2 separate regions of the Danio rerio genome follow, and region 2 is linked to region 1. A link is a contact called in public HiChIP or PLAC-seq data. All regions are on one chromosome and are shown on one strand. Each heading gives the region's core, a stretch centred on a gene start, on an enhancer-like site or on the middle of the called end of the contact. The rest is flanking DNA. Distances are from core to core; before and after follow the strand shown.

Region 1 (7,244 bases), core at 2,510-5,009:
ATAATGACAAAATATAGGAAGACTTTATATAAAGATCACACAGAGTTTCTGCAGGTTTCTTCAAATTGAGTTTAAGACTTTTATGAATAAAACATAAATACATATATAAATAAATGTTTTGAGATGGATTATTGGTGATTAGGTTTCAGTCTGACTGGGTAACTTAACTTGGAAAGTAGGAAAATTAAGACCTGTTTGAAATGATTTAAGGTCTACAACACAATATTTCAGTGAATTTAAGACTTTAAGGCCTAAAATTTAGTTTTTGAAACTTAAGACGAAAAGCACTACTTAACTATCATTTGAAATGTCAATAATTTGCCACCATTAATTTTTTAAATACATATTCATACATTTGGCCTCTTTTTTTAGCAGGAAATCTTTCTAAATAATACCGTTTAGGATGATTGCTAATACGGATCACAGTAAATATGTGGTTTTAATTTTACAAAAATAAATCCGTTTCTCTGAATAAAAATTTAAACAGCACCTATTTTACCCCTTTTTCAAGTAAAAAAAAAAAAAAAAAGTATTTTGTGTCTCCAGAATATGTCTGTGAAGTTTCAGCTCTAAACGCCCATCAGATTATTAATTATAGCTTTGAACACCATGCAGCTGTTTTTGTTGTCTGTGCCTTTAATGCTTGTTCACCCTGCTCACTGTTGTCAGAGTGTGCCTCAATCACTGCCTTGGCTGTGTCAGATAAACAGCACAATGACAGACATGAAGGAAGCATATCTCACGTAATGTGAGAAATACTACAGTTAGAACTTTACCAATGATTTTGTAATGTATTTGTTGTGGAGTTAATTTAGGCCTTTTGATGAGTTACATACAATGTCGTTACAATGTTCACGTGCGCGCGTTTAACTTTGACCTGTTTTTGCAAGGCAAATGTGACAGGATACACGTTAATATCTACTGCTGTATGGATATCCATTATGTTAAGGTCCAAATTAAACCTGATTTAACGTCCACAACCTGGGATTGAATTGTCTTCTTTTATAATTAAAGAAGTAAAATCGCTGTTATACATTACAAACATGCACTGTTTTAAAAATGTTTTAAACCTGTAAAACTCATTCTTGATCACATTTGATGATGATTGATTATCACAGCGAGCTGAACAGATCTTTTAATCAGTTGCTTTGCGCATGTCCTGTCTTGTGGATATGATTATATGTATTACTACAGAGACATGTTAATTTGTGGCTGTCAATCAGATCGGCAGGCAGGGAAACTGCACTCCACGTTTCGGTGGGCGGTAAAATGGGAGGGATTTGGATCCTGTTTTACTATCAGGAAATCAAAATAAAAAAAAAGACTTATTGTCTTTATACAGCATCACCCCAATATGACAGTAAACACTCTTGTGCCGACATACATTCACAATGATTATTAGTAAAATGGCTGAAATGATGAAACTACTGTGCACATAGAAGGGTCAGAGGACCGTTTTAAGGATCTGAAGCACATTTTTAAATTCATTTAACATTCTTCTGCTTCTCAGAAATGACTTGTGTAATTTTACCAACCTTATACAAAGAGCTGCCACCAATTATCCAAACCTGGTCCACTAGTTTTTCGAGCTCGCCACTGTCTAACAGATGGAGAGCTGAACTGAAGTCTGAAGCAAGGTAGTGAGCTCCCTCTGGGGCTGTCCTGTGGAGTGACAGAAAATAAAACTTGTTTACATACAGCATAGTGCTTTAGTGTCTTATTTGATTACTTGAGTTCTCAGCTGAGATCAGTGATACGTTTATTTATTTATTTATTGCTGCAGCAACAACAACAACGAGTTACACTACAAATAACCCTTTAACTTCCTGCTCTACCAAATGATTAACCATGTTCTTAATGTTTTAAATGAATGACTTGTTTTAAATTATGGTTTGCACTACACAGCATTGTTGGTTTACAAAAAATTCAAACAAACAATCCTGTTGCACAACTAGACTTGATTTAGGTTTTATTGAAGAAAAAAAAAAAACGTGTTAAATGAGAATCTGAATTATTTTATGGCATACTTCAAAAAAAAAAAAAGATGATTTAGTCAAAAAGGTTTTATTTTGATCATGTTTTTAATAAATTGGTCTTGCACTTCATATTTGTTTTTCAGATTTTCATAGCATATGTATTAATTCCGGTACTTTTACTATAAACTGACATGTCAACCATTGGGTAGAGGTTGATATTTTATAAATTATGGTATGTGTTGTTAAAAAATGCAATGAGTGTGTTAAGTAGAGACATTAGGGGTTAAGAAATTCAATCCAATTTTTTTTTACTTGGTGGGGCAGTTAAAGGGATAAAACGGAATAGTCTCTACAAACTTAAGTTCATTATCAACAACAAGAGAATTATTAATTAAATTTAAGTAGCCTATAATAAAGAAAATTATAATGAGAGCAATAAGGGGGGAAACGAAAGGGCACATGAAAAGAAAATAAATTAATTAGTGACAGAAAATAAAACTTGTTTACATACAACAGAGTGCTTTAGAGTAAGGTGAAATAAGAGTTTTTAAAGATTACTTGAGTTCTCTGCTGAGAACTATGTTGATCCTGTTCTTTAGAGGTCTGTGCGCTGCAGGAATAGAGAACCATGTCTTTCTGCCCATGATGACCACATTCTTCTTACCTGTTAATAGAAACAGAATGAATGCAACAGAAAAAGACCACAATACTGAGTTCTGGTTAAAGATCTGAACAATCTAATTAAATATGACAAAAAATCTTAGCATGTAAAAGGCATAACCAATATGACAATATGTTTACCCTCATCTGAAGGGGTCATGGTCATCTTCTGAAAGTGCTTGAGTTCATTACTGTAAAAAATTACAAGGGATAAGCAGTGAAATATACATTAAAATTTCTATATTAATTTTTAAAAATAAGTGTATTATAACTTATATAATTGAATATAATCAATTAGTTCACCATAAAAATGAAATACTGTTATTACTTGGTTGCTCTTCAAACAGTTAACGTTACACACCTTCATGAGTTTCTTTTTAATGTTAAACACCAGGAGCATTTGACATTTATATTATAGAAAAGTCAACTTTGTTTGAATGAATAATGACACAATTTTCAGTTTTGTGCGAGCTATCTCCTCAAGATTAGCAATAATATGGCACGAGTTTGTCTGTAACTTGACGTTAGATGTGTAAGTTAAGGTTTTACTATCATGAGTTAAATGTGCTGAATGTGGTCATTTACATAACGGAGTAACTTACAGGACAAAGGTCAAGCTCAACTTTAAAAACTCTGTGCGCTCGTAAAAGTTTCAGTTCAGCTAACGTAACATTCTTAACGTTCCTCCCCTTCATTCTTATTATGCTTTATTTATTGTCAAAATATTAATTTTAATCGTGATTAACTTCTGTGCCCAGTTAATAAACTGTCTCTACATCTACTTACATCATATAAAGGTGTAACAATTTAAGAGCTGTTGCAGATGCAAAATAAACAACACGAAGCCCTAAAAACCACAGAAGCCTTATATTATTGAATCAAGAAGATTAGCTTAAGAGTTAGCAATAACGTTAGATAAAAGCGAATTTACAAACACTTCTCGCTCACCTTAGTCTTATTGGATGCCATGGCAGGTTTCCATTTTTCCCTATTCCCATGTCTGGACAAACAGCTACAATACAGTTGAGTATTCGAGACATATTTATTTTGTAAATACAGTTAACAAGTCACGCTGGCTACTACGCACGGTCTCGCCTTCTTCCCGCCAAGGGGATTCACGAACAAGTACGTCGAACGCCTGGCTTATTGATATGCATTACGCACTGGGACGCTCGAGAAGTGATTTGCTGTTAAAATTCATTGGCGTCAGCAATCTGGCCAATAAGGCTGTGTTTATTCTGGTTTAGCTCCACCTCAGAAGTGTGTGTTAATTTCCATATTTTAAAGACATGGCTTGGTACATATAATTTAATGCAGTGCTTCTTGTTTAGTCTGATGCCCACTTTATATTGAATCTATTGTATCAGCCAGGCAGTAAAGATCGCTGTTTATTTAAAAGAAATTATATCTTAAACGCAGCGATTTTGTATGGGATGACAATTAACTGGAAACCCTGGGGCTGGCTGACTAAAATTAAAGGTCTGAGTACATTAAAAAAGTCCATTGCAGTCAATTATGTAATCGATTCCACTACTCCAAAATTAGGAGCCGAGAATCTCAGCTCCAAAAAAACAGCAACCGAACACACCCGTCGAAAGTGAACAGAAGCACAGCTTCTATGAGCAAACATTTTGAGGTACAGCTTTAAAAGCATCATTGGATAGATATATAAACATTATACACAGGCCCGTAGCCAAGAGGGGTTTGGGTGGTTCAAAAGACCCAGCCCTCTTCTCACAGAGTCCAAAATTTGGCCCCTACAGTACATGAGCTCATTTGTCCCATTTTTGACAGTATGTCATCATAAATTGTGAAAATAGCCAATAGAAGAAGGCTTTAGGAAGAATAACCAATAAAAGAAGGCTTTTATTATCGAAATGGACACATTCTGACTGAGGAAATGAGCTGGCCAGTTTGTTATTTGCCTGCAGGCAAGTTTTTAATTTAAAACAAGTTTTGTTGTTGTTGGTGTTGTTTGTTGGTTTTTGTAAGATGGATGATAATAAATTATCATTTAAAAGTATGCATGTTGTCATATTTTTAAAATTCTAATCTGATTACATTATATATAGAACTGTAAAAACTTTTGTAAATAAACATAACTTTTTGTAAACAAAAAAATAGTATAATAAGCACTTTGACAAAAATTTTGGAAGCACTTTTGTTGCATCAAAAAGTGTGGTATCGATAACCATCCGCCATACACAAATTATTGCTTAAAATGTCACTAAAATGCAGTATTTGAACCTTGAATAACTGCAAATAGGTCCACTCTGAGAAAAAAGAACCACCCTTTTAATAGACTGGCTAAGGGCCTGATACAAATATAGTTTATTAGGATACAGGCTTTTATTATGCATGTTATTTTGTATAATTGTACATCATTTGTTAATGAATTAGCCAACATTAACAACCTGTAATATGTTTTACAGTATTTACTGATCTTTAATGACTTTTGTTGTTAACTAATGTACATAACTAATGTAACAAATTAAACTGTACTGTGATTAATCACCATTTTTTAAACAAACAATGTTTCACCAACTCATCTTTCGGTAACATAAAAAACAGTGAATGGCTTTAAGGTCTTAATAAAAGAGCAGATGCATGTTAAATAAGATTATTTAATTGTTCTTACCTTTTGCTTTTGCATAAAAAACTGTGTTCAAATATAATAAAGTGCTTGATAATTTTCAAAAAGTGTGCTTTAAATAAAGAAACACTAAGATACGTTTAATATTGCAACATTAGCATAACATTTACCTTTGGTTAAAACATGGCCAGTGCAGACTGTAGTAAACACATCATTAACTGTGGCTATGTGTTTTCCTAAATCAATAATGTTTATTATGCACATTTAACACATGACTGGAAATGCTTAGCGTAGAGATTAACACATTTTATACAATATAGAAAAATCTAAAATAGAATCAAAATCTCACTTTTTCAGTCTCATCAGGGCCTTTTCCTCCTGCGTCTCATGTCCATGTTATCTGCAGCGTATGGCGCCTCCTTTTGGTCTTGCTTTGTAACTTTGTAATATTGCTCAAACTCATTTCCCAGCAGCCGCTCAAATCCAAACAGGATAAGCGCCTGCAAGTGTTTACAACATGTACTACAGTGTCCATAGTGATATCTGAGCGGTTCAAGCTAGCAGATCTCAGGCACTGCAGTGGGGGATTGTCCAGAGCGTCGAGGGGTTTGGCCGGATGATTCAGGACCAGTTTGAACACAGGGTCCAGTCGACAGGGAACAGCGATTAAAGAGAGCTTCTGTAGGAGTGATGCACCCCTAAGTAGAGCCCATAGAACATCCTTTAAAGACGTCCAACACAATGGCGGCTTCATCTGCCGCTCATCCAGGGAAAAACTTGAGGAAAATGGACACAGGACAGAAAAGAATAAACAGAATAGTCAGTATAATGGTAAAGGGTTTAGCAGAATGAAAACATTTGACTTACTGTAGTGTCAAAGAACGGAGGTGAGGAATGCATGGTAGATTAGAAAGACGTCCTTCGTCTTCAGCATCCTCATCCTCATCATCTTCATCCATATTACTGTTGGGTGGATCTAAATGAATGCTGAGAGAGGTGAGTCTGGGACAGGCACGAATGAGCTCCAGAAAAGCAGTGTGTCCGTCTGCTTTAATGCCTTCCAAGGAAAGGGAAAGCAAATTTGAACCTGCTGCTTGAAGCGCTGGAACCAAATCAGACAGAAAACCAGCAAACTGTAGAGAAAGGCTGTTCAACTGTCCAGAAAATCTTCCAAGTCCTCTGGCTAAAACGGCTCCATGTTCGAAGCTGTCAGCATTAACAATATTCTGGAGACAATCCAAAGACAAGACACGCAGCTCCGGGCAGACCTTCCCTACAGCCTCCAAAGTGTCTAAAGACAGTCCTTGAACATCCTTAAGACATGTTGTCACATTATCACTTACAATGTGACTCCTAACTTTTTCATCACACTCTTTTGAAGTCCCTGTCCATTCATTTACCCTAGATTCACTCTCGTCTAACGATAAACATTCATCTAGTTTTCCTTCCAAGGTAAACCTCTCTTCTCCGTTAGCACTCATTGAACTCCTGCCATCCAGTGTCTTCTTTGCCCACAAGTCTTTAAGACATTGCACTCCTTCTCGACTAGTGAACTCCTCAGTCCCCTCAAACTCCCTATTTAATATGAGAACACAAGCCTGTCCCAGTCCCTCCACTGCCAGCCTCTGAAGACCAGGCAAGCTAAGCAGAAGAAACGCGACTGCAGATACGGCATCTCCCTCGTTCTCTGCTAAACCGATATCCAGAGCAAGCAGACTGCTGATGGTGTTTGTGCTGTTGACATGGGCTTCTCGGTAGGCCAGAGGGAGCAGGCCTGCAGGGGTGAGGTGCAGACACCGTGACACATCCAGGTGTTTCAGTTTGGGGCACTGGAGGGAAAGCACGGACATCACTTTCTGATCACAGAGGGTTCCAGCCAGGGAGAGGGAACGGAGGCGATGTTGACTGCCCAGGAGCTCACACAGCACAGATGCAGAAATGTTCTGTGAACCACTAAGATCCAGAGACTGAAGATTCTGTGCACAAAAAGAAAAATCAGCATATTAAAATGATTT
Region 2 (7,244 bases), core at 2,671-5,170, 83 kb before region 1:
TTTTTACAGTTACATGTCATGAATTACTGGCATGACAATATGTGATAGAATGTTTAAAAGCTGATTAACCAGATTGTTTTTTATTAAACTTTTAGGCCATACTTCTGTGATAATATGTGTTAAAAAAAAAAATTATATTAATACCGTCCAGTAGTTATTTGGACAAAAGTCTGGTGTGAATACAGATTGTGATCTATTAATTATTAACAATGCAGCTCTAGTTTATTGTTTCTAGTACTTTATGCATACAGCTTAACAGGAACAGGTCCAGTTCTACAGCAAAGTCAAGAACACAACTGCATTTGAGCCCCAGATGAAAGTGTGACTGACTTCAGAGTCTGCAGAGCCATGTTGAGAGAGTTGTAGAGGGACGGTTCCCCGACACATGTGGAGTCTACAGCTTTCCTCAGAGCTGTTATATGCTTCTTAGGGTTCCCTTATGAGAGGAAACCAGTGTGATTATACTGATAACATCTCCAAAATATGCAAACATAAAAGAAATGCATCAACCTGCAAGATCAGTGAGCTTCTCCGCCCTCTTGTTTTTGGTGGTAATGATCCCAATCTTTGGTGATAAAGTACAGTTAACAGGAGCCACACAGACTGTTAACTCTCAAAGACAGACATGGAGACAAATACATTACCTGACTGATTGGATTCTGGTCAAAGTATTCCTCCACAAAATGCTCCATCAGCTAAAGAGAGAAACAGATCAGTCTGGCACATTTTATTTAACGTTAGGCTTCCGCTATAGATGCAGCGATACTAACCTTCAGGGTGGAGGTCAGTCTGTTTGGCTTCAGGTCTTGGTCTTCCATTGATCTAGAAGAGTCAATGATTACAAAGAGGTGCCGCATCTAGGTTGGGGGAAAATATGTGCATGGTTAGGATATATATATATATATATATATATATATATATATATATATATATATATATATATATATATATAATCATGGGTAAATTTAAAATGTATTTTACCATCCCAAGCCGAACTTGTCCATGACTCTCAAACACTCTGCAATAAGACAAACAGACTGTATCAAACCAAGAAAATCAGATAAAACTGATATTTATCAGAGATGCCGGTGTTATGAAGGTAAAAGGTAACTTTTTCCACACATTTCTAGGAAAGAGTGAAAAATACTAGAATATCATCATATTGCAGTGATTTTTAATTTGCCCTTAAAAATATAAAGCAATTTTTCAATTGCAAAATTCTTAAATCAAGATGCTTTTTGCTATGGGAGCAAAACTACATGAGGCAGGTCTTGTTTGTTAAGTTTTATGAGCTGCGCATACGTAAGGAGAAAATGTGTGTGTGCTAGCGCGAGCTTTTTGAGGGTATATAAAGATAAACTGTCTGTTCCCCGCAGGCACACGACATCAAAATGACGTCATATTGACAATATACCCCAACGTCATGGGGACATTGGATTTAGTTTAGAAATTAAAATCAAGTTGACGTCAGAACCCAACATCAGGCCGACGTCAGTCTCCAACATCCAACCTAAATTCGATTTAAAATCAACCAAATATCAACGTCTGATCATGTTGCACCTTGACGTTGTGTGGACGTTAACCACTATGACATCTATCAGATGTTGGATATTGGTCACTTTCCAACACAACCTAAAATCAACCAAATATCAACATAATTTGACGTTGTTATTGGAAGTCATAACGTTGTCCTTAAACACTGGCTAGAAATTGAATTTTGGTCACCTGACGTCATGACCTAAATCTAACCTAATATTAACATCTTATGATGTTGTGTGCCTGCTGGGTTATTGCCAGATATATACACGAGCTGAAGAGAATATTCAAAATAAGATGAACCGTTGTGGTGATTTGACTTAACATTGCTGTCTGTAACAAAATGTGTTAAAACAAGAACATAGTAAAACCTTCTGCTCTTTCTTTTAGAGCCTTAAAGAGGGTTTCTGCATGTCTCGCCATGTTAAATTTAATATTTTTAAAACCTTTTTCAGAATTTTAAGGGATTTTAACTTGCTCCCATTAAAAAAAAAATCTGATTACTTAAATAATACTTAATTAATGTGTCAAAATAAGCAAACCATACATATTTTTCCTTGGCAAGCTTTAAAAACTATAATAACCTTAATGTACAACAGTGTTTCCAGGTCGGTGTCCTCACCACATGGTCTACAAACACATGGAGAACTAACAAATGTTACTGTGAGAAACCATATTGTTAAATTTTGTTTTGTTCAAAGTTTTATTGAGATGTGTTGTGTTGTCATTGTATACTGTATACTGATGTTGGCCTGATTGGGGAGCTTTACATGAACATTGAAAAATTAATACCTATTTGAAACGATTTAAGACATACAAATCCGTATTGGGTCACACTTTATTTTAACTGTCCATTTGTTGAACTTCAGTAACATTACATCTGCATGCCAACTAATTCTCATTAGATTATAAGTAGACTGTTACTGTAGGTTGGGGATAGGGTTGGAGTTAGGGTTAGTGTGTGTTAACATGTACTTGTAAAGTTTCTTATAGTCAGTTAAAAGTCTGTTGAAATAGCAGTATCAGCAGATATTAAGCAGACAACACTCAAACTAACACTCAAATGGACCATCAAAATAAAGTGTTACCCAATATTTCAATGAATTTAAGACTTTTAAAGGCCATAAATTGTGTTTTTAAAATATAATACATTTAAGATACCCTGCTTGAATTGTTAAAGGGAATAATTAACCATTTTTAAAACCCACAGAAGCCCTGCTTTTATTCTAGATTTGAGTGCTGCACCTTTTCCTCTTTGCCTGGAAAAGAATGTCCTCCACAGTAGCTTTGAGAGACCCAGACTCATCCTCCTTCAGCACTTCCCTGAGAAAAACACATGCCAGCTGTTTTTATAGCATACTGTATGTGTCTAAACACCAGTGGATGAATTGAGGTAAAGTTTGTTTTATATTCACACATTTGATCCGTGTCAACTTGTGACACACTCCCTATATTGTTTACCATGGTACTTTGAATATTCTGAAATCACATGTAAGAATGACCTGAAAACAACACTAGCACTATTTATTTGACTGTGAACAATATTCGACTTTAATAGTCATTGGCTGATAATATGATTTCACTATTTAGTATTTGCAATTGTTATTTTTTGTGAAATTATATTATTAGGAGAAATTACGACTGTGTGAATATAAAAGCAACTTTACCTATAATTGATGGCAGTCTTCTGATGACAAAATGATGTACAATCGTTCCCTTACCACCCAAAAATACAGCAGTTTTTGTTACCAATGTAACCTAAATTTGTATGAGATCTGTATAATACTTGTTAATAACAACATAAGTAATACTTTAATATGTGTATTTATTTATTCTACCATAAACAGCAGAGAAAAATCCAAACAAACGCTACATAGGCTATTTGTTACTGTACAAAATTAAAACTAATATGAGATTGTTTAACGGTGCAATTACTTAGAGATGATAGTGCTGGTAATAATATACAGTTTAGACTTTATTAAAATAACGTAACAGAACATAACGAAAACACGTACGAGTTAATGTAATGTTAATTATGCTAACACACAAAGTTCAACGTCTCTCACCATGTTCGTTCATATCCTCCTTCCCAGCGTTTTGTTCTTTCTGGTTCTTCGTCCATGGTTTATAATTCTCACAGGATGTAACTTATTTCGAGGGTTATGCTGTTATTCTAGACAGGACTAGTACTTTGTAAGAGGTTTCTGCGCCTGTTCTCTTCCTAGACACTCTTAGGTTCGAGTCGTATAACAACAAATAAAGGAGCATGCATATAAACTGGATTTTTTAGTAATGAAATACTAATACGTAGCCTACTACATGTTAGTAGCCTACTACAAAAACAACGCGATTCACCGGTATTTACTTTAGTGCATCTTTTGTACGTCAATTTTTCATGTCCCCTGGTACACAAAAAGAAAAAGTAGTTCCGGGTAACCGGAGGCCCTACATCTTCCTCATTATTAGCTGAATCTGAAATGTTAATGTATTTATTATAGTGAAATAATAAAAGGAAGACATTTGGAAATTTAATAGCTTTATTTTTATGTGCGCAAATGCAATGACAAATGCATTGTACATTAATTTTATTATCATCGAAGTTCATGTTTTTCATTATTGTTAGCGTTTAGCTGCTCATTTGATTAATTCCATTAGATGAGAAATACAAAACACATTTGGAAACTGTATAGCTTTATTTTTCTATTTACACAAATACAATCAAAAATACACTGTACATTTAACACCGTTTGCCTACCACATTAAAATTGTTCAATAGTGAATTCTCAGCAGATTCGAAGGAGGCAATTGGCATTAACTAGAAAACTCATTTAATTCACGACCATACTTAAAGTGTGTACTTAAATTAAAAATATCATCAGCAAATAGATTGCCAATCCTTTGACAGGTTATAATCAGAAAATTTGAAATAAGATTTAAAAAAACATTCAATGAAACAGTTTGACAAACAACATTGAATGTCTTTGCTTGAAAGTCTCTAAAACTGCAATAAAAGTTGTCAGTATTGCTTTTAAGATGCTAAAATGACTAGAACGATATATAAAAAGGTTAACAGACAACAAACTAGCTTTAAAAATACTTCACTGATACCACATTTTGATCATGTTTAGATTGGCTCAAAAGCACAAACCTCTCAATATACAAACAGCAGACATGCATTTCCTGATAACAATACAGTGATGATGCAGATACTTAATACAGAATACACAAAAAGTGAGAAAGTCCAATTGTAAAACCAACACGTATGCCTTGCTGAGTTTCCAGCGCCAGGTTTTTATTGTCTGTGGTCGTAGTCGCTAACCCTTCTTTTGATGAGGGAGAGTTTTGACTTCAGCTGTTTACACTTTCTTTTCTTCATCTGATAGTCTGTAGACTGTAAAAAGGAAAAAACATATGCATTTTAATTTGCATTTACACATATAACCTTAAAGTCAGAATTATTAGCCCCCTATTAATTTTTTCCCCCAATTTCTGCTTAACAGAGAGAAGATTTTTCAACACATTTCTAAACATAACTAATTTCTAATAACTGATTTATTTGATCTTTGACATGATGACAGTATATACAGGTTTCATATGTATTTTTTCTACAAAATGTCAATGACTATTCCAGGACTTTTAAGTCAATTTTTATGACCTAATGTTTCATGTAATGTCTACATACGTGATAAATCATAAGAAACCTTTAAATTTATTACAGCATATCATAAAACACGCAATAGTTTCAAATTATTTTATTGTACAATAGATAACGCTTACACAGCACTAATAATGTGAGAGAAAAGAAAAGAAGTAAAAACAACCAACCTCCATTCTAATATACAAAAATTTGTCAAACTAATTAGTAATAGTTGGTAAAACCACTTCTATTATAAAAACCGCGATCACACTGCAGTTGTCACACCATAGACTTCCATTCATAGGCATATGAATGCGGCAGATCACAAACTCAAGCACGTGTTTCGCATTTCACTGCACACGAAAGTTTAAGCTAAGTGAATTCTTACCTGCGAAATCACATCCGGTGATTGTGCAAGACCAATAGAAGACCATTTAAAACAAGAAATTTAAAATATGGAGCAATCACTCACTTTTATTAATGTCTAATCATTTGGTTTAACCCTTTTCCTTTTCGCAGCAGACAGAATTTTGCAAGCCCAAGCTCTAGTGTGACCGCAGCTTAAGTCGCTTTGGACAAAAATGTCTGGTAAATGATTTAATGTAAATGTATTTTCTATGACTTTTACAAAACCTTTTGGGTTTTTCTGTTTTTCCAAAACTTTTCCAGGCCTGGAAAATGTCATGTCAAAATTTCATGACTTTTCCAGGTTTTCCATGACCCTATGAACCCTGTATATAATATTTGACTAGATATTTTTTCAAGACACTTCAATACAGCTTCAAGTGAAATTTAAAGGCTTAATTAGGTTAATTAGGTTAACTCGGCAGGTTAGGGTAATAAGGCATGTCCTGTAGACTATCAAAAATATATAGCTTGAAGGGGATAATACTTTTGACCTTAAAATGTTTTTACAAAAAAAAAAGAAAACAGCTTTTATTCTAGCTAAAATAAAACAAATAAAATAAAAGATATTATCAGACATACTGTGAAAATGTGCTTGCTTTGTTAAACATAATTTGGAAACTAATTAAAAAAAAAAAAATCAAAGTAGGGCTAATAATCCTGACTTTAACTGTAAATTACAAGCCTTTACTACGAAGAGCTGTTCAACAGATGGTACATATAAAATTCATTACTGTTCCAAACAAAATGTAGCCTACGGGGGGTAAATATACAAAAAAAAAAAGTAAAATAAAAAGTTTACCTTCTTCAAACTTTTGAGCCTGTTGTATTCATCCATGACATCCTATTTAGGGAAAAAGAGATACATTAATGCAACATATCTGAATGATAAATGTACTGTAGAAAAAATTGTTGACATTTCCAAGCATAACCAGAAGAGTGCAAAATATTGTGACAGACAAGCAGGTTTTAGATTTAGCTGAATCAGCATGATAACACTCATTAAGATGGAGATCTAAACTTTAAGGCAACTGTTGTCTCCTAAATTACATACCATGAACTGTGGGCTGCCTTCCTCTAGCCTGTCGAGCTCTCGATCTGCATCTGCCAAACCCTGATTAATATCATCTAGTTCAGCCTGAAGACGCTTGTACACCATGTGGTCTCTGTCAAAGTCTCTCTTGTACTCGAGTCTCTCCTGCTCATTAATGATGGGAGGATATTCACTGAGAGGAAGACAGCAAAGTATTAAGGGAGGGGGGAGTAAGACAAATGTGATGTTTATTACGTAAAAAGTCACCAAATCGGAGTATTTTTTAATGTGTAAATACTATTGACTGTAATACAAGGACTGTTCTTACGTTTCATACTCTGTGTCAAGCTCATCTCCAGACTCTCCAGCGTCATATGCTCTTAGTTTGCCCTTCAATCCACTCACAGAGCTTGTCAAGTCTGAAGCACTACTGTGGAAAACACGTTTAATAAAATAAGCACATTAAATGAGTTGGGTGTAATCTCAGCACTATTTAACTGTAAACAACAGAAAGAAAACAGCCTTGTGGTTCCAATAGTTTCACTTAGTTCACGTAATCAGTTTGTGAAACAGGTTTTTCATGTTCATGACAACACAATCTCCACCAGGTCCCGTTCATACAGAGACTAGATT

What was found. HiChIP or PLAC-seq counts read pairs in DNA pulled down with a chosen protein or histone mark.
Region 2: an H3K4me3 HiChIP or PLAC-seq map of gastrula embryo shows a contact between it and region 1, with 2.5 times the contacts expected there. The contact joins the promoter of gtf2h2 here to the promoter of dhfr in region 1. A contact is called at or near these places in 1 of 18 Hi-C or Micro-C datasets (caudal fin) and 1 of 4 datasets of contacts at active chromatin or transcription factors (gastrula embryo).

Annotation. Positions count from the first base shown.
Region 1 is chr5:26,744,625-26,751,868 of GRCz12tu, reverse strand. dhfr (dihydrofolate reductase) reads right to left here and starts at 3,759. Exons shown (of 6, transcript NM_131775.1): 1 at 3,585-3,759; 2 at 2,778-2,827; 3 at 2,535-2,640; 4 at 1,536-1,662. The coding sequence starts at 3,676. It overlaps si:ch211-214j8.12, which reads right to left. Exons shown (of 5, transcript NM_001098191.1): 4 at 6,097-7,205; 5 at 5,349-6,005. The coding sequence ends at 5,615.
Region 2 is chr5:26,827,539-26,834,782 of GRCz12tu, reverse strand. gtf2h2 (general transcription factor IIH, polypeptide 2) reads right to left here and starts at 3,920. Exons shown (of 15, transcript NM_201581.1): 1 at 3,603-3,920; 2 at 2,782-2,859; 3 at 982-1,018; 4 at 771-857; 5 at 645-695; 6 at 511-565; 7 at 331-436. The coding sequence starts at 3,658. It overlaps oclnb (occludin b), which reads right to left. Exons shown (of 9, transcript NM_001008618.1): 6 at 6,949-7,041; 7 at 6,633-6,804; 8 at 6,381-6,422; 9 at 4,215-4,927. The coding sequence ends at 4,829.